3 separate regions of the Gossypium hirsutum genome follow, and all the other regions are linked to region 3. Evidence: chromatin contacts called from public Hi-C data. All regions are on one chromosome and are shown on one strand. Each heading gives the region's core, a stretch centred on a gene start, on an enhancer-like site or on the middle of the called end of the contact. The rest is flanking DNA. Distances are from core to core; before and after follow the strand shown. Region 1 holds the start of LOC107886043. Region 2 overlaps LOC121224652 (a long non-coding RNA gene). Region 3 holds the start of LOC121202913 (phosphomethylpyrimidine synthase, chloroplastic).

Region 1 (4,524 bases), core at 1,592-4,091, 240 kb before region 3:
GTAGAGAATTAGTTTTCCTGAATCAGATAACCACAAGTAGTAAATTTACCATCATAAACATTGCTGTCCACACTTTCTGATTTTGATGCTTTCGGAAAACATAATATTCTCCAATTGCTGTTAAAATATTTGTCATGTTCTTTAGGATGGTCACCATTGCTATATTTATGTATTTCAAACTGAAACGAAAAACACAGAAAATTGAGAGTTGGAGTCCACTTAGCTTCACTTTTTGAGTAAATAATATATGAGGAATACGCTGGAGGTGCAGTCTGTAACATACCTATACATTCCCGACACAAGCATGCCAACAAAGATTATATTTACAGGGAGCCAAACCCTGATCAGCTTCCAATTCAGCTTTTCGACTGAAACTGCTCTACACAGACCCAATATGGCAACAACTACACAACTTATCAGATTCTGCAGTGCAATACAGGAAAAAGAATGAACTTCCACGCTCACAAATTTTTAACAGTTCGCATAAAATGAGGCATTGAAAGGTGATCACAGATAGGACTAATGTTCAAAGATGCTAAGAATTCTGCATGCTTTTCAGTTTCATTTTAAAGACATAATACAGCTGAGAGAAACTTGCTTATGATACTCATGACAAGACATTTTGCTTACTTCAAATGCTATGAAGCTATTGAGGTGTAGTGACATACCTGATAAAACATCAATGATATTCCTGCATTAAAATTATAACTTGAGAGAACAACTTTATTCAGCAATATCATGCAGCACGAAGAAATACAGTAGGCTGTTCCGGATATAAGAGGTCCAGATCTTCTTCCAAATACATATGCATGTTTTTCATTCCGATCAAATGGAAGATTGAAACTATCAGCAATTGCTGCTTTATTCCCTTTAAATAACCTGATGAAAGAGTGATATATACATCAAATTGACCCAACAAACTCACTTTTAAAGTGGAAAATTTGATCATATAGTTCTGTATGATCATATTACTTTATACAACATGAATGCAAACAAATTAGTTAGTAGTTTAGTACTGTATATACATTAGGAGAAATTAAGAAACTCAAAATTTCAAATATTGAAAAAGCAACAACTTGATCTCCGATCAAAATTCTTTGTCAAGCAGAGGCAATCGAGGTTTAAAATATTCAAAGACAATAGAACAAGGAGTATATCAACTGTGATAATTGGCTCATCTCATTGTTGTGCAATTCATAACCAGCCAATTTCTTGTCTTTCAAGCTTGGACATGTAGTGTATATAAATTAGATTCGTATTGAAATCAAATTAATAAAACAAACATACATTACAACGAAGCACACATAAAAAGATAGAACTCATAGAGATGAATGAAAAATAAACCGTTAGAAGTCGAAACTTGTTGGTAAATCTACCTATCAGTCAGTGTTCCATTCTCAACATCTGGGGTGATACTGCCAAGTGACCTCTGCCCTTGCTTATGGATGCCATTTAGGATCTCATATACTCTATTAACCTTTTCATCTGAAGTCACTTTCTCATTCCAAGAGCTTAATTCTGATTCTTCAGAATCACGGCAAACAACCTCATCTAACTTGATATTCGACATGTCACTGACCTGCATATGAGAAAAAAGAAACATGAGATTTGGAACTATCAGCTCCAAATTGCCATTGCCAAAACTTCAAATGAGAACTTGCCAAGGAAGTGAAAGAATTCTAATTTCTAAAGCATGAAAACAAGCTAGTAGACAACTTCAATGAAGCAATAATGCCACAAGTAGAAGCTTTCGAAGCAAATTATATTGTTATCTCTATCCATATTCAGATTCATAAGTTGTGAATTTGAGAAACAAGAAGTTGCCCTGCTTTTGACACTCTAATTTTGACCATCCCAAAAAAAGAAAAAAATTGCCACTAAGGGAAATTTAAAGCAATATGGTCAATTCAATTGAAAACCCTTGGCAACAATGCCAAGATTTTATCAAACATTTGGCAAACATAAAAACAAAATTCAAAAAATTTAAACATAACCCAAGAATTTGAAGAAGTTACCAATTTGACTGGTTCCCTTCAAGCTTCAAATTCAGTAACCTCCCACCCTGAAAGGTTATAGAGGGGGAAAAATGAAAGGATGAGAGTCCAATCAAAGGCGTTGGAAATGAAAGAGGAAACTGAACCGACAGAGGCAAAGGAACATGCAAAAGACGTGAAAACTGAATGTGAAAAACTCTTTTGAAATGGCACACAAAGGGGAAGAAAAATGAGAGATCCAAAAGTATGGAGAAAGACAAGTTTGAAGTATAAAACTTTAAATGCGTAGTGGAATTAGCGTGAAAAAAGCGAAATGGAGAGCGAGATTCCAGGCAAGTAAGGGAATTTGAATAATGGATCTTGGAGCAACTCCCGAGGTTGCCACAAAGTCAAATGTTGTCTGAATTTCGCCATTGTAAACTGAACAAGCAACTCAGTCCTCTTTTTCCGATTATGGATTTATTTGTATTTTAATTCAAGGGTTGAAGGTGTTGGGTGACAGACACATGGATTCCCCTCTTTTGATGAGTTTCCAGCGGAATATATGCCTTTCTTTTTGGCACGAAAATGGAGGAATTTAAAGCCCATCAACAAACTAATTTGAGCTTTAATGCTTCATCTTTTTGCCCCGAAGAAAGAAAGCCCTAAACTTGGAGTAGCGATGTTATAGCATTGGACGCCCAAAATGATGAGATTCATTCATAAAAAAACAAGTTACCAAGCAATACAAAGCCCATGAGTTGAGCCCAACTAAACAAATAGGTTCTCAAAGAACCTTAGTAGAATGCTTCCGTCATGCATGGGGAAGAGAGGGAAAATGCTCCGAGAAACAAACAAAGGTTACTGTAATTGGGCATGCCTCTAGTGGCAGCAATGCCACTGTGACACCCCAAAAAAGACATTGACAACCACCACAGGATCGACAAGGACACCAAATGGAGGAGGAGCCAAAGCCAAGCACTGGCAACACAACCACCACAAGCAGATCATGTGCGATGGCACCGTGACAGCTGAGGGTCATAATCGATGAGACTATAAAAAAGTGCCAACGAAAAAGGGCTTCACTGCATTAAAGGAAAAAAAGAAGAAGCAAAGTCTGTCAAAGGCAAGGCCTTACTAAAGACAAGAGGGATAAACAACCAAACATGGGAGAACCTATGGAGCAAATAGACAACCACCTCTCACCAACGATCACAAACGGTTAGAAAGGAGGTTAGATCTTGAAATCATTATGCTGAATGACATAAATAAAAAAATAGAAAAAAATTGAAATAAAGATGTGAGTGGTGCCAAACCGGAGGTTGACTGGTTGCTCATAGGAAGCTAAAAAACCAAAGAAAACTTAGGAGTAAAGGACCTTATAAAGAGAAGGGAGAAGAAAAATTTAGAGATAAGTGTAATGTAATACAAGATTTTTATTTTTGTGTAGTTTTTTTTTTACAAGAAATATTGATTTGATTTAGTTTTTTTAACCAAAAAACAATCGGTTTCCATTAATTAAAAGCAAGGAAAGATGGTGTGTCGGTTTAATGCACCAACCCACTAAACCATAAGACAAATAAAGAACCCTCGGGCTCGTCAATACATTGTCCAAGATTTGAAAAGGCAACCAACAGATAAGGAGAGATTACCATCTGAAAAAAAAAAAAAAACAAACTCAAAACTCTTTCCTTGCTTTCCTCCTAACCCGATGAAAACCAGTCGAAAAACTCTCTCCAATCGAAGCTTCAAAATTCTGGTCTGCGAACAAACCATTGATATCAAAAGAGAGAGAAAAGCTTTAGAAACCAGTTGGAGGTAAAAGATTAGAAAATCTCCAAATTCCAAAGCAGTCAGGTGCAGATTAATTCTGATGAAACCATCTTTGCAAGTCCCTTTTGGCCGCCCGTTCCACCATAAATGACGCTTTCTCTATCCAGTACCGCTGGACCGAGAATGGACAACCTTCTCCAGCCAGTGCGTGAGCAATGATGTTGGCTTGTCTTCCAGCAAAACAAAAGGTGACTTTTGCAATTATCCCCAATTTTGCCTTAATATCTTGAACAATCGGGCTAATGATAGACTTGTCTAGTGTAGGAGAATTCAATTTCTTGGTGGCAGTAAGTGAATTGCCCTCCATCTGTACTGATCAAAATCCTAACTCAGCCACAAAGATGATGGCCTACTCATACGCCCGTGCTTCGGCAATGAAGGCATCAGCAACACCATGGTGGGGTAAGTACATGCAACCATAATAAGGCCTGAAGAATTTCTACCCAGTACTCTTGAGATAGCAGTTTTTGCATTAGGGCTAAAAGATGCATCAAAATTAAGTTTAATACTGTCAGAACCTGGTGGCACACATTTCTCCTGTTTAGGTGAAAAAACTGATGGATTTAGTTTACCCAGAGCCTGTAGCTCTAATAGGTGTGCCTTAATAAACACTGTTAAACCCTGCACTGATTATCTAACACCCTCATGAACAAACTTATTTCATGCATACCAAACCAAATTGCCCAGTAAGATATCACCGATAACTTCTCTAATCTTG
Region 2 (4,196 bases), core at 130-2,629, 150 kb before region 3:
ATGATGTCATGACGAGCTTTAACAATTTGTCATGTTGCGACATAGAGCCTAGTGACTCGCGTTGAGCTTTCGATGGCTTGAATCTTTATCTTTTTTGTCTCGGATTGAGTTTTGGCTACTTAGGAAGCTTTCAAAATGTTCGTCTAAGCTTAGTTAAGCTAGAAAATCATATTATTTTATGCATTATGAATGTTTTGTTGATATGATATTATTATAGTTACTCCGGCAATAAATGTGACATCCCAATACCTTGACCCAAATATCGGATTGAGTAAGGGGTGTTACAGGTGTAATGGTTGTAGAGGAAAATGGTTGGTTTGTGGAGGTGGCCAATGTTGAGGGTGGCTGATAAGGTGGTAGCAGCTAAGCAAAGGGTTCTGAAAATGGTATAGGAAAAGGACAAAAGTCCAAATTGTAATGATTTGAAAAGTTGAAGGACCTTTTTATAATCTTCCTTTTTTAAATTTTTTTTTGGATTTTTTATTAATAAAAAAATAAATATTTAATATAATTATAGTAATATATATTCAAAATTATAAGTTAAAAGTGAAACCCAATATTTATTCAGGCCCAAATCCCTTTCTTTAAGCTCATTGGTCCAAATTTCAATAATGTTTGAAGAGTCAACTTTTAGCTTAAATTACTAATATTTTAAGTTAAAAATCGAAAAATAATTAAACTTATAAGCTTTGAAAATCGAGTTAAAATAAGTCAATTGTAAATATGTATGGTATGAGTTCTTTTTTGTTGTATTAGACATTATTTCTAATGTAAAAGAATTATACAAAACTTTATTTCTAAGATTAAAATTATTTAAACCGACATTCTGAATCAGTTATTATATATACATATTACAATAGTTTTGTGTTTTCAATTTTTTTTCTTCATAATTAAAATATAAATTATATTCATAATATTATAAATATATTATATTTCAAAAACTTAAAACATATTTTTAAAGTTGTTTGTATTTTCAGAATCAATAAATGTAATTAATGTGTTGTTATTAAATAATAATTTTATAAAATACACAAGTTATTGTGCATCGCTAGAGACAGAAAATTAATATAAAGTAATAAAAACACAAAATTGACATGTTATTTTTGTTTGCATTGTTACATATTTACCATTGGGCACCATAAAATAAAGACACTTGGAGCCCAAATAAACAAGTGGAAACTCCACATATTTAGGCTAATTAAAAAACATGTTACTGGCAATGTATTATTTAAAATGATCATTTTTCTTATTTATTTTTCTCTCACTTTTCTTCGCTATTAAGTGTACTTAATTTTTTTTTGTGTGAAAGTAAATATTCTCTATTGTGGGAGGTTTAGTTTATCTTTTTGACACGGTTTTCGTCATCCTAGTTGGCAGGTTGTAGGTTTCCCATTTCTTCCCCGTTTTCTTTCTTTCTTTAGCAATTACTATCGGTTTCTCCCGGTCTAGTAAAAGTATGGAGGACGAGATGGAAAATTTGAACCTTGAGGAGGAGGAGGAGGAAGACGCTTTTCAAGAAGAAGCAATTGAGACTGAGGATGAATTTCAATTTTTTCTCGTTGATAGTTGCTTGATTGATAGTGTGGTTTACTTCCCTTCTGTAGGGAACACTATGGCTGGTCTATAGCTCTATTGGGGGTATTGCCATTATTGACTTGGATGCGAAACGCTACTTGTTTAAGTTCTTTCATGTCGTTGATTTCAATAGGGTTTTCAAGGGAATGTCTTGGTTTCTTAACAACCATTTACTGCTACTAGAGCCGTTACAGCCAAGTCAAGACCCTCACACATTGCCTCTCCACCATGCTGTCTTCTGGGTACATGTGCATGATTTACCACCCGAATTACTGTCTGAAACATTGGGACGATGATTTGGGCCTTTCCTTGGTGAATTCTTACTTTATGATACCAAGATTCCATCCTTTGAGGTACAACGGTATCTGTAGTTGAAGGTAAGGTTAGATGTGTATGTCGCCCTTCAGCGAAAGAAGAAGGTTCTCGTGGGCGAATGCCCATTTTATGCTAGGTTTCAGTATGAAAAATTGAGCATGTTCTTCTTTATTTGTCGTCTGTTTAAGCACAGAGAAAACTTTTGTTTGGTACGGGTTCGAGTGGCGGTGTCAGATATTTTTTTTGGATGGAATATCTCTTTATGAGCACCGGCGAGAAGGAATCCAGCTGAAACTAGTAGGTGGTTGCAAGATCTGGATAGATCTCTGAGTCCAAATTGGTATAAGGATTGCAACTATAGTCCGGGGAATCGTATTCCTCTCACTACACACACAAGTTGCCCTTTTCGTAATGGTATTTTGTTGGGGACACGCAGTGATTCCAATTTGGGTTCAGGGTATTATGATTTTGGAATAGCTGTTGTGTCAATTATGGAGATAGGGTTGGAGGATGAACATAGTCCTATTCAGTCAGATAACATCAAGAAACATCAACGCACGTTGGGAATTCCTCAAAATTTGGATTCAAGTGATGACCTATGCCTTAGGGCAATAATGACATATCGGTTAGCTTTGCTAGGCAGGTCAATCAACCGTAATAAAAACCTTAAGTTGGAACGTCCGTGGGTTAAGGAAGCCACGGGCAGTTCATCGCCTTAGGAATAAACTGAGAGAAGTTTGTCTCTAGCTTTTGTTTCTAATGGAGACAAATATTAGTACATAAAAAATGGGAAGTTTTCGGGGGAAGTGTGGCTTTTTGCATGGCTTCGATGTATGTTTTGTTGGTTCTAATGGTGGGTTATTGTTAGGTTGGCGACCATAAGATATTGTCATTTTGCGGAGTTATTCGCAGCACCATATTGATGTAGAGATCTTTGACATACATGATGCGATGTAATGGTGTTTTACAGGTTTCTACAGACATTCAAATAAGAGATTTAGGAGCGGTACATGGGATCTCCTTTGTCATTTAGGCCATGATCTGAGTCTTCATTAGTTAGTTTTCAGGGACTTTAACGAGATAGCTTTCTCCTTTGGGAAGTGGACCTGCATGGAAAAACACATGGTTGCTTTTCGTAATACTCTACAGGATTGTGATCTTAGTGATTTGGGTTTCTTGCGCTATTGGTTTACTTGGGAGAGGGGCAGACTGGCTGCGACTAACATATGAGAACGACTAGACAGAGGGTTAGCTAACTTAGATTGGTGGAGCAAGTTTCCTAGTTATACTGTTACCTATTTGCCTCATTCTATTTTCAATCATTATTTGGTGTTGGTGAATACTATGGGTCGTAGTACCAGTTAGATTGGAGGGACTATTTGAGGTTTAGGTTCCTTATATATTGGTGTTTGGATTGTTCTTTCAAGAATGAACTTCAGGGTTATTAGATTTCAGTTACATCTGATTTGCCATCTAAACTAGAGGGCTTAGGCAAAAAAATTTTACATTGAATTCGTATGCGACAAAGTGTATGAAGGCGGCGAAAAAGAAGTTAGAGAACAGACTGGCCGAATTGTATGTGCAAGACTTGGATGATACCACCATTGCCGAGTTGACAGAAGTTCAATCATGATTAAATTTAGAGGCTGATCGGGAGGAAATCTACTGGGAACAATTGTCTCACCTAAATTGGCTCCCGTATGGAGACCAAAACTCGTCATTTTTTTCCATAGAATGGCCTCGGTAAGAAAATAACATAACAATGTCGAGGGTATTCAGAATGATTCAGGTAGTTGGATATCAAACAAGGAGAGTCTCCTAGGATTGGCTACATCTTACTTTAGGGATTTGTTCACTACTTCAGAAGCAGGAGAGGTAGATATGATATTTTCCAATGTTGAACGGAGAGTTTCTAACGAGATGAACATTAGTTTGATGCAACCTTTCATGGTTGAGGAGATTTGGGTGGCTATTAAAGATATAGCCCCTTTACGAGCTCTTTGTGTTGATAGTTTCCCAGCCTTATTTTATTAGAAAATTTGGCACATTTTGGGAGAGGATGTGACCACATTTTTCCTTGCAATGCTTCAGGGTGACATTGTGATTGACAACATCAATAAAACTCATATTCTATTAATCTCAAAAGTTAGTAAGCCAAAGTCTATCGCACAATTTCAACCTATTAGCTTGAGTACCATGTTGTATAAAATCATTGCTAAAGTGGTTGTGAATAGAATGAGTGGTTGTTTGGATTGTTGTATACATGAGGCTCAATGAGGTTTCATCCTTGGTAGACAGATTTTTGA
Region 3 (4,271 bases), core at 794-3,293:
ATTCTGGGTCAAGCTTCTCACGAGTAGCACAATATAACATTTCCTCAGTAATGATTCCCTGCTTAGCATAGTACATCTGAGTGTATCTAGGTGCACCCAGTTTTTCCCGTCTGTCAACCCAGCCCTTGCGCAATTTAGGGAGTCCTGTTTAAAGATGTCAAGTACAAAACTTAGCATTTAACTTGACCATAAAACTATAACAATATCAAGAGATCCAATATATGAAAGGAACATAAAATAATCATAGTGGAGTAAAGACCCAAACAAACAATCAAAGATTTATCAAGAACATATAAGAGGGGAGTTGGCTAAGCAAAACAAAGTGAAGAAAAGCTAATGTCCTTCAAAAAGGAGCAAGAAGCTGAGAGCAAGGTTGAGCATCCTACCAATGCGTGGATTGATGTTTTGAGGACCACTGGTGTCATATGTGTCGAAGTTTGGCACATCTCCAGTCAAATGAACCCTTCGAAAGGGAACCTTGAGTACATGGCCAGATTCTTCATGAATAACCTCCCTGAAAGGTTCATCACGCATAAAAAATGTTTTCAAGCAAAAGGGAAAGAAAACAGAACCAACAAATTGCATATATATAACTAAATTAACCTGCATTCTTTTGAGCTCTTTGGGAAACATTCTTCAAATGATGGAAGTGGCATAAAATCAGGGGAAGCAGGATTTATGGTATGCTTCTTCTGTTTGCTTTTCTCTGAATTGGTTGTTGGAGGATCAAAAGTTAATGTGGCTTTAGGACCTGAACTCATAGAAGGGCATATTTCCTTCTTACAAGCATTTGAAACACGGCCAACCACATCAAAGCCGGGTAAGAAGGTCGTACAAGGAAACCTTGAAGGAGCAGAATGGTTGCCATTCTTGCATACAACTGATGTGAAGCTAGCATGCACCGATGCCATATCTGGATTGACCAAGCATGTCGTGAGTTATCAATAAATCATCACCACACAATCATCAAATGATTAACTATACATAAAACATCGAGAACAAACATAATTGATAAATGCAGGACGTGAAGGTCGAATTTGATTAGAAAAAAAGCAATTATCGTTGCCTACTCTTGAGAATAAAAATAACAAATTTGTATACATTAAATATACAAATAAATTAACTAATGGCATAAAAGATAAATCTAGAATGAAAAAGAAAAAATGCCGCGTTAATCAGCATTACCAGCAAGGACAGAAGGTCTATACTCTAGTATTTCCAACTTCATAAAGTTTTCATCAGATAAACAGAAGAATTCTAGTCTAGTTTCTAATAAATAATAATCTAAGGGACACCACGATGGACGTAAATGTGATTACATAGTTCTATGCATTTCAGTGAAAACCCTCGATCTACAATATATATGCAATATATATGTCTCCTGGTTCAGTGTGCTGTGTATTCATATAAAATGCTAAAGAAAATGCATAATCTTGGATATTTTGCACAAGTAAACATTACTTTTCGTATAGGTCAAAATTTGAATTTCTTCAGAACTAAAATAGAAAGGCATTCAAGATTAATAAGCATAGAGCATATCCATTAAGATTTAAGAAGACTTCTCATACAAATCCAACCGCTGATTTATAACTCACCATTATCACTTATAAATAATTAACTTACTATAATCGCAGAAAACGTTACCAAAATTAAGAAGAAAAAACAACAGCTTCCTTAGTGGTTCAGTGTATCTGATATAACAGGGCAGTACAAATAAAAAGAAAGAAAGAAAAACACGTAAAATTACAAGCCTATGTTTGAATTAAACCAGCATGCAGTGATCTAGAAAAAAAAGGAGAATAAAAAGAAAATGTGCTATTTATTTAGATTTAATTTAATTTTCTCACCAGCCAAACAAACAAAAGAAATTAAAAAAAAAAGAGTGAAAAAAGAGGAGGAACCTGGAAGATCTTATCCCTATTAAGCGTCTCTAAAGTGGAGAGTGAGAGAGCTCTCGAATAATAACTGAGCACTCGTCCTGCACAGCCTTCTTCCATTTATATTGGTAAAAGAGTGACAGAAACATTTTTTTCCCCTCTCAAAAATAATGAAAAAGCGCATGCTTACGTGGTGCATTTATTAGATATTTTCTATATACATTTTTAGAGTTAATTTCATTATATGTCCCTAAACTATAACTTATATTTTAAATTAATCCTCAAACTTTATATCATTCTAATTTAATTTTCAAAGCATCGATATCATATCAATTGCTTCCTTCCATCAACCTAATTGTCAACATAGATATAAATGTTAACTCAAATTTGACGAGAATCATATTTAAAACAAATATGTCAAATTCTAAATACATGTATGTTTATCATATAAACAGATTAGATATAATGTACTAAAAGAAAAAAATATAATTTTCTTAAATTTTAATAATGATATTTTTTTAACGCATCAAATTTATTGTTAATGCATTTGGTATACGCATGTTTAAATTTTGATCTATATGTTTTAAATATTCTTCATATTAAATTCGAGTTGACATTTAACATCCAAATTTAATATTAGACTGATGAAAAAGCATAATTGATACAATATTTGATACTTTGAGAATTCAAATAAAACACTTTAACTACATTTGGTAGGAGTATTATTTTTCCTGCATGTTTACAAGTGAGTAATAAACTAATTTATTTGGTAAGATTTAATCATTTCCGTATCTTATTTTTAGTAAAGAAAAGGAAAAAAATTTTATTTATTTTGAAGAGGTTTTATTTTTTTTACGAAAGATTTTACTAATTTTTTTTACTTTTTATATCTAAAATTGTACTGACTATTTTTTTATGTATATAATATGTATATAATAAATAAGATTTTCCTCAAATTAAACCAAACATTTAAAATTTAAAATTCAATTCATTGGAATGTTTGTAAAAGACCTCAATCCCTACTCGTACTATTTTACGTTAATCTTGAATTAAATATTTTATTGTTGAATACAAGGATTGGTAATTAAAGGATGACATTGGGCCACCTGTTGCTTGAACTGTGGTCCAAATGAGAGAAAAGGTAAACAGGTCGAGTGGACTTCTTTGTTTGTTTCCCGAGGATGCGGACAAAAGAACGAAATTGTGATCTGAAAGCAACACTGATATTTTTGAGGGCCAAAATATCAAACCTCAACGGACTCATCACCCTTCATTCTTCTCAACTCCTCATGATGTTGCTAAGATATGTTTGTGAAAAGTTCAATTTAAAAAGGACGGTTTTAATTTTAAGTTAAAATTTAAAATGAAAAATTAAAATGTCTAATGTTAAAAATTTAAAAATTAAATTAAATTAGATATTATTTAAATAATTTAACATAATTATACATAAAATATTTTTTAATAATTAATAAATTATTTGTAAATTTAATTAGACATGAAATAATTTAAAATTTTAAATATAATAATAAAATCATATTTAAATGATTTAATATGATGACACATGAAATATAAATTAATCCAAAATTTTATATACATTTTAAATAGTTAATAAAAAACAAGATATTTTGATAATTTATACTTTAAAATGCAAAAGTCAAAAATACTGAAACCCCACCCTTAATCAGATGGCTTTTGCTTTCAGTTGGTAAAACGTCTAATTTAGGCTCTGTTTTAAAATGCGTTTAAAAGATTCAATTAACTGGATATTAATATTTTCAATATTTTAACTCAGAATGCAAATAATTAGACAGACTTAAATAGAGAATAAATTTAATTGTTTTATTATTTCATTTAAGATTATATTATATTTTATTAAACAATTTAATTATATTAAATATTTAATTTTAACATATTTTATAAAACTTTTCAATTATCAAACATAATCTTATACTCCCTAATGCTTTCCTATGTAAAAATCTAAAATAAATCAATTAAGAACATTTGGATAAAAATAAATAGATTTTTAATTTTGATTCACACCGATTTAACCTGATTTAACACTAAAAGGCAACAAACCAAAACAATCGCAACTCAAAATGGTCCGAACAATTAACCCAAAAGAACCAACATGAACTAAAATAACCCAAACTTGAAAGAATCAAACCTGAAATCACTTAAACTCTAAATTAGACCAAACCAAAATGATTTGATAATTTAACAATACCCAAAACCAACCTGACCTGCTGAATTGACAGATATAATATAAGATAAATTATTAAATGTATCAAAATCCTAAATACAAAACATGAGGGTTGGGCATATCATATTAGTTTTTGTTAATTATACTGTTTTTATATTTTTATTTGATGTGTCATGTTCTCGGACGAAGGAAAT

Evidence for each region. Hi-C and Micro-C count contacts between places; a contact is called where the count stands out from the background.
Region 1: a contact with region 3 is called in a Hi-C map of leaf, with 2.4 times the contacts expected there. The contact joins the promoter of LOC107886043 here to the promoter of LOC121202913 in region 3. A contact is called at or near these places in 2 of 34 Hi-C or Micro-C datasets (callus and leaf).
Region 2: a Hi-C map of leaf shows a contact between it and region 3, with 3 times the contacts expected there. The contact joins the enhancer-like site here to the promoter of LOC121202913 in region 3. A contact is called at or near these places in 11 of 34 Hi-C or Micro-C datasets (callus, hypocotyl, leaf and 1 more).

What each region holds. Positions count from the first base shown.
Region 1 is chrA03:10,869,446-10,873,969 of Gossypium_hirsutum_v2.1, reverse strand. LOC107886043 reads left to right here and starts at 2,841. Exons shown (of 5, transcript XR_005922340.1): 1 at 2,841-3,994; 2 at 4,066-4,208. It overlaps LOC107886042 (GDP-mannose transporter GONST2), which reads right to left and starts at 2,841. Exons shown (of 10, transcript XM_016809836.2): 1 at 2,016-2,841; 2 at 1,377-1,579; 3 at 669-879; 4 at 284-423; 5 at 50-179. The coding sequence starts at 1,570.
Region 2 is chrA03:10,775,509-10,779,704 of Gossypium_hirsutum_v2.1, reverse strand. It overlaps LOC121224652 (a long non-coding RNA gene), which reads left to right. Exons shown (of 3, transcript XR_005922297.1): 3 at 1-86. Among protein-coding and RNA genes, the nearest start is that of LOC121224652, 13 kb to the left of the region's middle. Within about 2 kb of position 1,379, at least 7 of the 9 cell types and tissues checked have an H3K27ac peak or open chromatin away from gene starts, as enhancers often do. A contact at or near this core is called in leaf, where this site is marked.
Region 3 is chrA03:10,630,152-10,634,422 of Gossypium_hirsutum_v2.1, reverse strand. It overlaps LOC121202913 (phosphomethylpyrimidine synthase, chloroplastic), which reads right to left and starts at 2,043. Exons shown (of 7, transcript XR_001680629.2): 1 at 1,902-2,043; 2 at 604-913; 3 at 387-514; 4 at 1-144.